Regions from separate parts of the Sander lucioperca genome. Here region 1 is linked to region 2. The links are chromatin contacts, called in public Hi-C maps. All regions are on one chromosome and are shown on one strand. The core of a region is the stretch at or near the end of the contact, and the rest is flanking DNA. Distances in the headings are between cores, read along the strand shown. Region 1 holds the start of gnl2 (nucleolar GTP-binding protein 2). Region 2 holds the start of utp11 (probable U3 small nucleolar RNA-associated protein 11).

The links. Hi-C and Micro-C count contacts between places; a contact is called where the count stands out from the background.
Region 1: a Hi-C map of liver shows a contact between it and region 2, with 3 times the contacts expected there. The contact joins the promoter of gnl2 here to the promoter of utp11 in region 2. A contact is called at or near these places in 2 of 2 Hi-C or Micro-C datasets (liver and muscle).

Annotation. Positions count from the first base shown.
Region 1 is chr10:16,767,019-16,771,998 of SLUC_FBN_1.2, reverse strand. It overlaps gnl2 (nucleolar GTP-binding protein 2), which reads right to left and starts at 1,696. Exons shown (of 16, transcript XM_036006152.1): 1 at 1,458-1,696; 2 at 958-1,042; 3 at 748-842. The coding sequence starts at 1,521. It overlaps LOC118496049 (a long non-coding RNA gene), which reads left to right. Exons shown (of 3, transcript XR_004898520.1): 2 at 18-20.
Region 2 is chr10:16,637,703-16,643,011 of SLUC_FBN_1.2, reverse strand. It overlaps utp11 (probable U3 small nucleolar RNA-associated protein 11), which reads left to right and starts at 3,285. Exons shown (of 8, transcript XM_031314726.2): 1 at 3,285-3,519; 2 at 3,714-3,775; 3 at 3,875-3,977; 4 at 4,093-4,212; 5 at 4,451-4,544; 6 at 4,640-4,770; 7 at 4,924-5,034; 8 at 5,133-5,309. The coding sequence starts at 3,460. The coding sequence ends at 5,216.

The DNA of each region.
Region 1 (4,980 bases), core at 447-2,946, 130 kb before region 2:
AAAATGGAGACAACTAGTGAGTAGTGTTGAATAACCATCTGAGAAGTAACGTGAGTATGCATTTTTCGATTTGATGCCACAGATGGAAAAATCGTGGATAAAGTTGAGGGTGTTTGCTGACTTTGTAAAATGTGACTGCATTGTATTTGAATTACGTGCTAGATCTCATTTTTCATGTGTGACAAGCCCTCTTGTCCACCATCAGACCCTTTCTCATGCAGTGATTGTTCTGCATTCTGTCCACCATCAAAGCTGATAAATCTACATAACTCTTGCTAGTGATATAGTAATGATAGTATTGTTTTATACTTGAATAGCCCATATCTATTGTATCATCTTTCTTAATAGCCACAGTTGGCAGTGATGATTTTAACGCAGCTCCCTTGAAATAGGCTTTAATGTTGCCAACATCGTCAGTTTTTAATAAAGGTGGAATCAGAACATTAAAAACCCAGACACCTTTAAATTCTATGCAGGAAAAATCCATGTGTTCAATATTGACTTACTTTTAACCAAACATGAACTCATTCATCCGTAACACATGAAGAAGCAAGTGTTACCCAAATTATCTGCACTGTCCCCAACAGCACCGCCCTCTCAAAACTGTGCAAGTATGCAAAAGCACCACATTTAGTAATGTGGTTCCCTTCCACAAAGACAGACAGAGAAAATATAATACACTGACAACCACCACAGCCGATCACTGCTACATACCCAACATATACACAGGTAAGGAAGAGCACTTACCAAACCATTTGATGTTTGGTTCCACTCTGGCTACAGTCCCTGGAGCCACCGTGGACTGGAACTGTAGAGGTCTGATGACTTGACCACGGTTATTACTGAAAACAGAAGATCAGTGCCAGTGTGAACATAGCACGTATTGTTCTTTTTCTCTGACACAAATCTGCCAATCAGCATCTCATTAGGATAATGCAAATCTGTATCATTAATTACCATCTCTTCTTTTGTCTGTACATATTCAGACGTTTGATAGTGGCTCGGTCCCTCATGTTGTTACCACCAGCACCCTTGGCTCGATCTGTGAAATACAGTTAATTTAACAATTAATTTGCTCAACACACGTTGCTTTTCAAGGAACATCAGTTACTTCAGTAGACATCCTATGACCAATTAATAACAGCAACTGTTTCCAGACTTTAAGAACAATGAGCCTAAACACTTCCACTTGACACAAACCCTTCCCTCAAAGTTGGACATTACTTCAGTGTCAAATTTAAAAGGCCTAACGTTACTAGCACTAGCGTTAGCTAAAGGTTTTAGTTAAGTCTTTCCGAGTTAATAGTTTTATTTTCACACATTGCACACTTAATGCCACTGACTAGTTTAATTTAACAAAGGTAAATAACCCATACATGTATTTAGCAGAGCATAATATCACCATGCTAGCAACAATTAGCATTAGCTGTAAACAAACCATAGACATATTAGCTCACCGGGGTTGCTGCTGGACGACGAGGTGTTTATCGAGCTTTTCCCCTTGAACAGAGGCTTCACCATTTTGACCGCTTAGTCGGCTGAGCCTTCACCGGAGAAAAAAATGAAGAGAAGACACGAAGGTGTCTGAAAGCTGAGGTTTAGTTGATGTTATTCCCTTCAGCTCGAAACTGTACACCGTACACGTGTTGTTACGGTGAAGCCGGAAGGACGTCATCGAAGGAGCGACAGGACAAATCCGCTTTCGGCTTTCATCGTCATCCCAGGCTCCAAAATCTGTAACACATTTATATTATCATTGCATACGTTCAATTGCTTTTTGGATTGAATGACATGAATTGAGTGTAAAAATAGAAATTGTTACTTTGAACATGAGAAATATAACATTGAATTCAAACTTATTGGTTATATTTGGTCAATTTTACTTACATAAATGCAAAATATCAAAAATTATCCTATAATTTCATTGACCATTTATTTATCCCCATTTTAAGTTTTGTTTCTATTCATTTTTAAGTATTTATTTAAAGCCAGATTTCTGTTTATCTGTATCATTATGTTGAGTACATGTCTAAAATGTTGTATATTTTAATTTTCTTTTTTAAATAAACGTTGGGGTAAAATTGTAGACGGGTTTTAATTGTAGACATAGCTTTCTGTATAAAATACCTTGTGTAAAATTCTTAACAGTAATGTATGTGAAATGGCTTCATCTAAACTTTAAGCAAAATTAGGATGTATTCTGAAATAACTGTAGCTACAGTTTATTTTGATAAAACAGTTAGATGTGTAAAATTAGTTTAATAGAAAATGCATTAAATAGACCAGCTGTTATGTTGTCTCTCTTGGAGGGAAATAGAATAACGCAACAGAATCTAGAGCTTAGTTACTGCTATTCTTGTCGTCTAAATGTTGCATTGCTATACTCTTTTTATTCCAGAAGAGGGTGCAATATAGTCTATATTCAGGTATTGTTATACGCCAACATGCCCTGCTGAATATCTATGGTCTGCCGTGCTAATTCTACCTGAGTGGCCTCGGTCTGCAATTTGATATAAATAATAAGGGTCATATGAGGCATAAGACTTGAAAGGAAAATATGTTTTGCATTAAAGAGGCCTGGTGGTTAAAAAAATGTGTTTTGGCTAAATTAAGGCAAGAAAAAATAATTCATGATCAGGACTGTAGCAGGGATTTTAGATATACTGAGGTCACGTGAGTCCAAGTTTCCCTTGTCCACCAAAAACATATTGTATTTGTTTAATTAGCTGTTATATGTTTTATGTATTTCTTCTTAACGTGAAGATGTAGGCCTACGATTCAAAGACTTCCTCACACTTAGGACTAACATTCTGATGGGAAAATACTAAATCTTTTATCTTTTGTTGTCCTAAAACTATGAATGACACCACCTCTGTGTCCAATGAAGGCTACGACCCTGCTCATGAAATGCAAAAATACGCAAATCAAAGATACAAATACACATTGCCAATATTTAATATAACAGGTACAGATGGTTTACTGTTGTTGCTCCATATTAATTTGAAAGTAACTGAAATATTTACCCTGGCTGGGAGGTGATTTGCAAAAGAAAAGACTCCCAGGACACTGCCATTTTTAATTAACAAGTGATGCAGGCCTATTTGACACCAGGATGTACGGAAGGCCAAGTTTTGTCTGCTTGTGATGCTGCTGCCTTCACAGTGTGTACGGTATGTTACACAAGTGTGGCTCCGAGCCAAGGTAGGCAAATTTGTAAAGACTCCGGTCTGGAGAGCCGCCATCCAGTATTCAGTTTATACAGCAGGGAGACCAAGGAATGTTCTCTGTTCATTTTCATAGATGAAATTGGAACTGAATACATCAGCAATCCACTGCAGTAAATGATTTTTTAAATCAGAAAGTATTTTTTTAACCCTATTTAAGCTGAAGCAAAGCAAAACAAATTCAAACTAAACATTTATTCCATTTTAAAATCTATATTTACAATAGAAAAGTCCATCAAACAAAGAGAGAGAGGGAGAAATAGGCTACTGCCAAGTCCCTTTTATTTCAAGCCAACTTCATTTAAACCCAAACGTTACGATTGTAGCTGTGGACAGAGATTGTGGACCATAGATATAAAATGTAATTTCTTGTGTTTTATATCTATATGTTGTGGACCCTTCCAAATCCTTACCATCTTTACCTTTGTATGTAATCTTTTTTAACATATATTTATTGATTTTATACAATTAACACATTGTAACCTACCTAACTGAACCTTTCCCCAAATTGAACATAAGGCAGTATAATAATAATAATAATATAAATATATATATATAACTTGAAAATGAATAAATAGCTAAACATAAAATTAAAAAATACATAGATTTACAATGAAAATAAAATTAAGTAAATAAATAAATAAAACAAACAGATAAATAAATAAAATAAAATAAGAATAACAAACATTGAACAAAGTACAGCACACATTTCTCACAATAGATTATTCATTTTCACTGTAACTTCACATTTCTAATGCCTCTTCAATATCACCACTTTTAACAAATTCCAAAAAACATGTCAAAGATGTTGTAAAATTCAGAAGCTTTCTTCTTAACTATATATGTGAGTTTCTCAACAGCCTAACTTAAAAAATGTAACCATTCTTAATCTTGTGCCTAAACACAACTTTTTGTTTTGGCAAACCATTCACAGCACTTAAGTGGCAGGATCCCTTGCTGTGCCTTGAGGAGTGTTGTATTAAAATGTACAGCCATGTCTTCTTGTATGCTTTTCTGTGTCTTATTGCACCTGATGCACCCCGTTGAATGCCTTTAGCACTCAATAAATTCTTCCACATCCTTACACATTGTGCCTTCAAATCCAACACATCATTATGAGAGCTTGTTTGAAATCCTCAGCACTGGCTGAATCATTTGGACAAAAAGACTGAAATGAGCATGGTTTTTTCGTTGCCCTAAGGAAATGTAGTTTCCCCTAATAAAAAGCCAGCGCAAGTTTACCTCTTCAATTAGAAGAAGCACTATAAAGACAGTTTACAGAATGTAGTCTCAGTCATTCTGTCATCAGAATGAATGTAATGTATATTTTGTCTGTCCTCACGTCTGTATTCAGCTGTTGTGCATTTTACAGCTGCTGAAGCAACAGGTTGGCTGAACTTAATGTGACCTTGATGTGCAAGGAAGTGTGTAGTTACACAACGCGGTACCACCACCAAGAAAACAAATTAATTGGACAAGCATTAATCAGAATTTGCATGCAGGAATGCAACAAGGCAAAGATGGACCATTCATCTACCATCTCTCAAGACAGAGTGACCACCATTTATGATTTATGCCCTCAGCTGTAGCCAAAACACCAGCCTCAAGCAATTTTAAACCAATACAATTCATGACAGGGTACATGTGTTGCTCAAACAAAAAGACCAATTTGCTTGCCAGGAAGTAGAAAACAACATTGAACGATGTGATAAATATTATTTTTGTACCACTCCAGCAGGTATATTTATATTTATTT
Region 2 (5,309 bases), core at 2,036-4,535:
CATCTCTCTGTTTTTCGTTTTGAAAACCAAGTTAAAAGGTTAGGTTAAGGGATAACTAATGAAAGTAATGAGTCCAAAGTGTGAAAGATTACACTGAAGAGAACACATGAAAGGAAAAAACATGTCAACATTTTTTGCTAATCAAACCTAACTCTATTTAAGATATTTTCTACCCTAGGTGAAGAATACAATACAATTCAATTTGTGTGAACAGTGATAATGATGTCTCAGATGACATAAAAGAAATTCAAGTTAAATTTTAAACTTCTTTTCCTGGATGTGTGGTTTTGGAACACTTGAGTAAAATTAACTCTAATGAGCATAATCACCCTGAGCAACAGACTAATGAGACAATTAAATTGTTAAAAGTCCCAACAAAATGTAAGTATGACTTGTAACAGTATTTGTCTGTTTTCACCACATAAATGATGGCGAGTGGAAATTGTGGCATGATGCACAAAACATCACAAACAGATCCTTTGGATGATCTTGGCGATAATATTTTTTTTACAGAACACATGAAGTATGTTTTGCCTCATCTAAACCCATCCACTTCTCCTCTCTTCACTGATGTGATTGTCTAGAATATAAAACAAGTCATGCTACAATATACACAACTCAAGCAGGGAAAATATGCACCGTATTGGTGCTTAATTGTAAACAATTTGTGTTTTACAAGAGTTTGTGGTTATGGTGAGAATCCCACCCAGGAGTGCACCTACTGTATGTCTGAGGTAGAAGTACATGGGAATATTTGGAGGTTATTTAAATTAAACCATCTGAGAGGTTTAGAGAGCAAATCTCTTTTTGGGCCCCAACTAGACACTGCTTGTCTAGGGGTCACAAGCAAAGAGGTTGTGAATCCCTGGTGTAATCTTTGAAAATGCATTGTATTGTATATTTAGTTTCTTAATGTAATATTTAATCTAAAAAGTAATTATTACGTGTATCTGTCTAAAAAGTACAATATTTCCATCTGAAATGTAGTGGCGTACAAGTATAAAGTAGCAGAAAATGGAAATGATTAAAGTAGTAGTACCTCGATTGTACTTAAAATAAGTTCCTCCACTACCATCAATGACTTATTTAACAGGCAAACTGGTAAATCTGTCTGATGTTGTTTTGCTGCCTTGGGTTAATTTTAAGACATGCAACTTAATAATCACGAAGAAAGGAACTTCTGGCTCATGCATTTTTCAACTGGGCTGGCCTGGCGCCTTGCTGCAGAAGAGGACCAACATGGTCAGGGGAGACATACCAAAGCCCTGAGCTCAGCCCAAGTGCAGCAGTCTTACAATATGTCAGCAGTGTTATTTTTACAGGGTCATATTAGAAAACCAAACGGATCTGCATCTGCCCCACAAGGGCATTCCTTCATTGCTGACCCTGAACAAACCCACAACCTCTTGTCCTCCTGCTCTTGCATCAGCTTGTTACAAGCCCCTGATTTCCAAAGTAGTATTTACCCCTGTCGAGGCTCACCAGGCATTTCACTTGTAATGATAAATACTACCGTGAATTAAACAGCAAGGAGCCAAGTAAGTCAGAATGCAGACGTTCTGCCCGTAATTCCCGGCTGCCGTCTGAGTTTGCCCAGTTAAACACGTTAGTGGGTGAGTGGGTCGGGCCTTGGGCTGAGACCTTCACAGGAACCGGGGGCATTAGCCTGATAAGTGATAAACAAGCCTGTGACATAATGTGGAAACACTGATCCCATTCATAGGTCTAATCACCCCTAAAACATTCTGCATGCCGGACAAATCTCACACATATAAAACAAATTCCTTGCGGTTGGTGAGGGGATAGTGAGCTGGGGGAATGGTTGTTTAGTGGAATATCTCTCTCTGTCCTAAAGGCTTCTTCTCACATCCACAAAGGGTTGGGAGTCTGGGTGAGATTAGAAGACTGGTGCCATTGCGGCTTTGTCTTTGTCTACCCATTACCCAAAATATCATGTCAGGAAGTGGATAGTCTTTTCCCCCAGAGTACAGTGATGACCCCCTCATCGTCCAAGTTCCTGCAGCACTTTTTCCCTCTCAAAATGGAGAGAAAAAATGTGTGAGAATGTTAAGGAATATTACAGAGTTTCTATGTAATTTCTGTTAGGTCTATTGGTCTGGACATAAATCAAAACAGGGGTCTGGAACCCCAATGGAAACATGCAATAAATGTCCATGTTGGAAAAACATAAACTTGTTACCAATTAGTGTTAACTGTATGCTCTGGCAAACACAGGCCCTCATTATAATGACCAACAGAATTTGGTCTATGAACAGTGCAGCCAAAACATAGTCAGAAGTCAGCAGCACTGTGATGGCCCTCACTTGTTCTAAGTGGATCCTGTGCCAGGCCTGGCTTGTATACAACTTCTAAATGGCAGATACCAATTACATTGGTCTTCTACTTGAAAGGATATAATTAATCCCATTTCCCTTCGCCAGTAAACCCTAATGCAACATTTGTGGTCTTGAATATTTCAAGCCAAATTAAATATTGCAGGGCTTTGAACTTATACTACATGAGGTTATTAGATAAGAAACATTATTAAAGAAAGTGGAGGATTAAGTTGTTCAAATGTTATTGGATTTCCATCCATTTATTAATTTTAAAATGATTAATTCACATAATGGTGGTATAAGTATTCAGAGCCTTAAGGTGAAAGTCGCATACAAGTTACAACAACATTTAAAAAAAAATCCAAGTTAAGGCACAAGAAAAGGTCCTACATTGAAACCCTTACTTAACAAGAAGTACACAAATTTTAACTACTAGTCCTTTAAATGCTCTGGAGTAGTTAAATCCATAGCAATGTTTAATATTTTACAAACTGACCATCTGTTTTGTTTTTACAATCTTAATATGCAAAGTAAATAGTAGGCTAACCATAGCAGCCACTCAGTCAATGAAGTGACGTAGACTAAAAAAGTACAGCTTTCCCCTGTGAAATGTGTAGTGTGAGTAAAAAGTACCATCGTGCGGAAACACTCAAGTAAAGTACAAATACTTTAATACTTGGGTTAATGTACTTAGTTACTTTCCACAGCTGCATAATACTTCTACTATGATTCCACTATAAAAGGCTCATACAGCAGCGTACAACAGCACCACCTACTGTTTGTTACACGTAGCATGAAATTCACAGCATTTTATTATATAGAGACAAAATAATTAATTTTGTTTCCGTTTCTTGTCAAATGACAAATAATAATTACGGGATATTTTAATATTAGTAAATTGTCCGAATTTCTTTTTTTTACTGTGATGTTTTTAATGTGAGTTGAGTGGTGAATCTGCGGTAGAGAAATGAAAACGTTCTGCACCACCATCCCGGAACCCACATGTTTAGCTAACAGGAAAGCACTAGACCCGAAGCAGCAGTGAGGTTTCTCTAAAAAGCCCTACGTATACCTGCTTTGACTAAACTAGTCTGTATTATTACGCTCGAGGACATTTTTCAGAATGTCTTCGTTCAGGAAAGCGTTGAAATCCCGACAGAGAAACCACCATGAAAGATCTCAGGTGAGCATTTCAGTGTTTTGCTGGCTAGCTTGTTAGCTAGCTAGCTAACTTGCTGCTATGTTATGAAATGCCCCTGCATAGTGACACGTTTGAGATGTCCACATAGTCTCAATCTAGTAAATGTGATGATATGTAATAAATATTGATACCGAGTGTGTTTAACTTGTCTAAACTGTGTCATTTTGTTCGACCAGCCTGGTTTCAGGAAACATTTGGGATTGCTGGAGAAGAAGAAAGACTACAAACTTCGTGCAGAGTGAGTTGAATTCAGTTTAGGAGACATGTTCCATGTTTCCAAGCTTTGGACATGGTTGAGGAAAAAGTCTTGTAATTGCTTACTTTGTTTGTTTTATAGTGATTACCACAAGAAACAAAACACTCTTGCTGCTCTGCGAAAGAAAGCTCTGGATAAGAACCCAGATGAGTTTTACTACAACATGATCAACTCTCAGCTGCAGGTGAGATATGTGTTATCATCAGTACAAGAAAATGAGTAACCCTGTGTAAATCCTCTCATCTGATCTCTGGCTGTTTAATTGATTAAGTATGGCTTATTTTGTGGCATGTTGACAGGATGGAGTTCACGTGGCGAAAAAAGCCAATGAGGAGGTGGAGGTGACAGAGGAGCAGAAGAAAGTCATGAGGACGCAGGATATCAAATATGTAGAGATGAAAAGGGTCGCAGAGGCTAAGGTACGGTTATTTTTCCTGTAATAGATCATGCACGGAGCACCTCTGGTGCCTGACTGATTTAATTTAACATCATTTGACATCTTTTAAATTTAGAATAAAAGAGCACGACAAAAATGGACTTGATTATACGCTGCGTTTGTGCCATTACCTAACCTCCCACTGTAAAATGAATCCTCCCCACATAGGGCTTCTCTTGTTACACCCTGTAAATCTTTGCGTGTTCATCATTTGCTTTCAGAAAATTGAGAGGCTGAAAGGAGAGCTCCATCTTCTGGAGGCAGACAGCAAACAAAAAAACAAGCATACATTCTTTGTGGATTCCAAGACCGAAGGTAAATATGAATGTCTTTGTGGGCTATTAGTAGTTATTAGGTGACCCGGGGGGGGGGGGAAACGTTTTAATGGAAGTTTTACTGTGTCTCCTCAGTGCAGTCATTTGAGCTGGCAAACCACCTCAACACAGCTCCTGAGCTGGTGGGCAGAGTATTCAACAGGCCAACTCTGAAAACTCTGGAGACAAAGAGCATCCAGGGAGCTGTAGAGCCTCGCATGCTTAAGGTCGGTGTTTATATTGCGTGGGGATCAGCCTCATTTGCTGTGGGACCATCCCATCTAAATGGGGGGGAAAATGTGTTTCAATCACATTGTGGTGACATAAACGTAATTTTAATTTCAACCCACTTCCATGTTTTCTCTTCGCTGTAACTGTAGAAGTTGGCCAAGCAGAGGAATCACCAGTATAAGATCCTTTCCCAGAGGATTGACCGAGAAAAGAAAATGTTTGTAATAAGCCAAAAAATTCAGACCCGCAAGGACCTACAGGTGAGGAGATGTTCTTATTCACAACAAGCTTTTTAGTTTCAATTGCAAATGACTGTCAAATAAACAAAGATTTTCTTTTTTTTTTTTACGCGCACCAGGATAAGAACAAAAAAGTGAAGGTACAAAAGGAGACACCCAATGCTGCAGCTATCTACAAATTTGAGGCCAAGAGGAAGCGCTGAGAGGGGAGTAACCATCTCGCTGAGAAGAAATCACCAACTTTGCCAATGTGAAATAATGGACTTCTAGATAAACCATAGACCGCATACATGGGA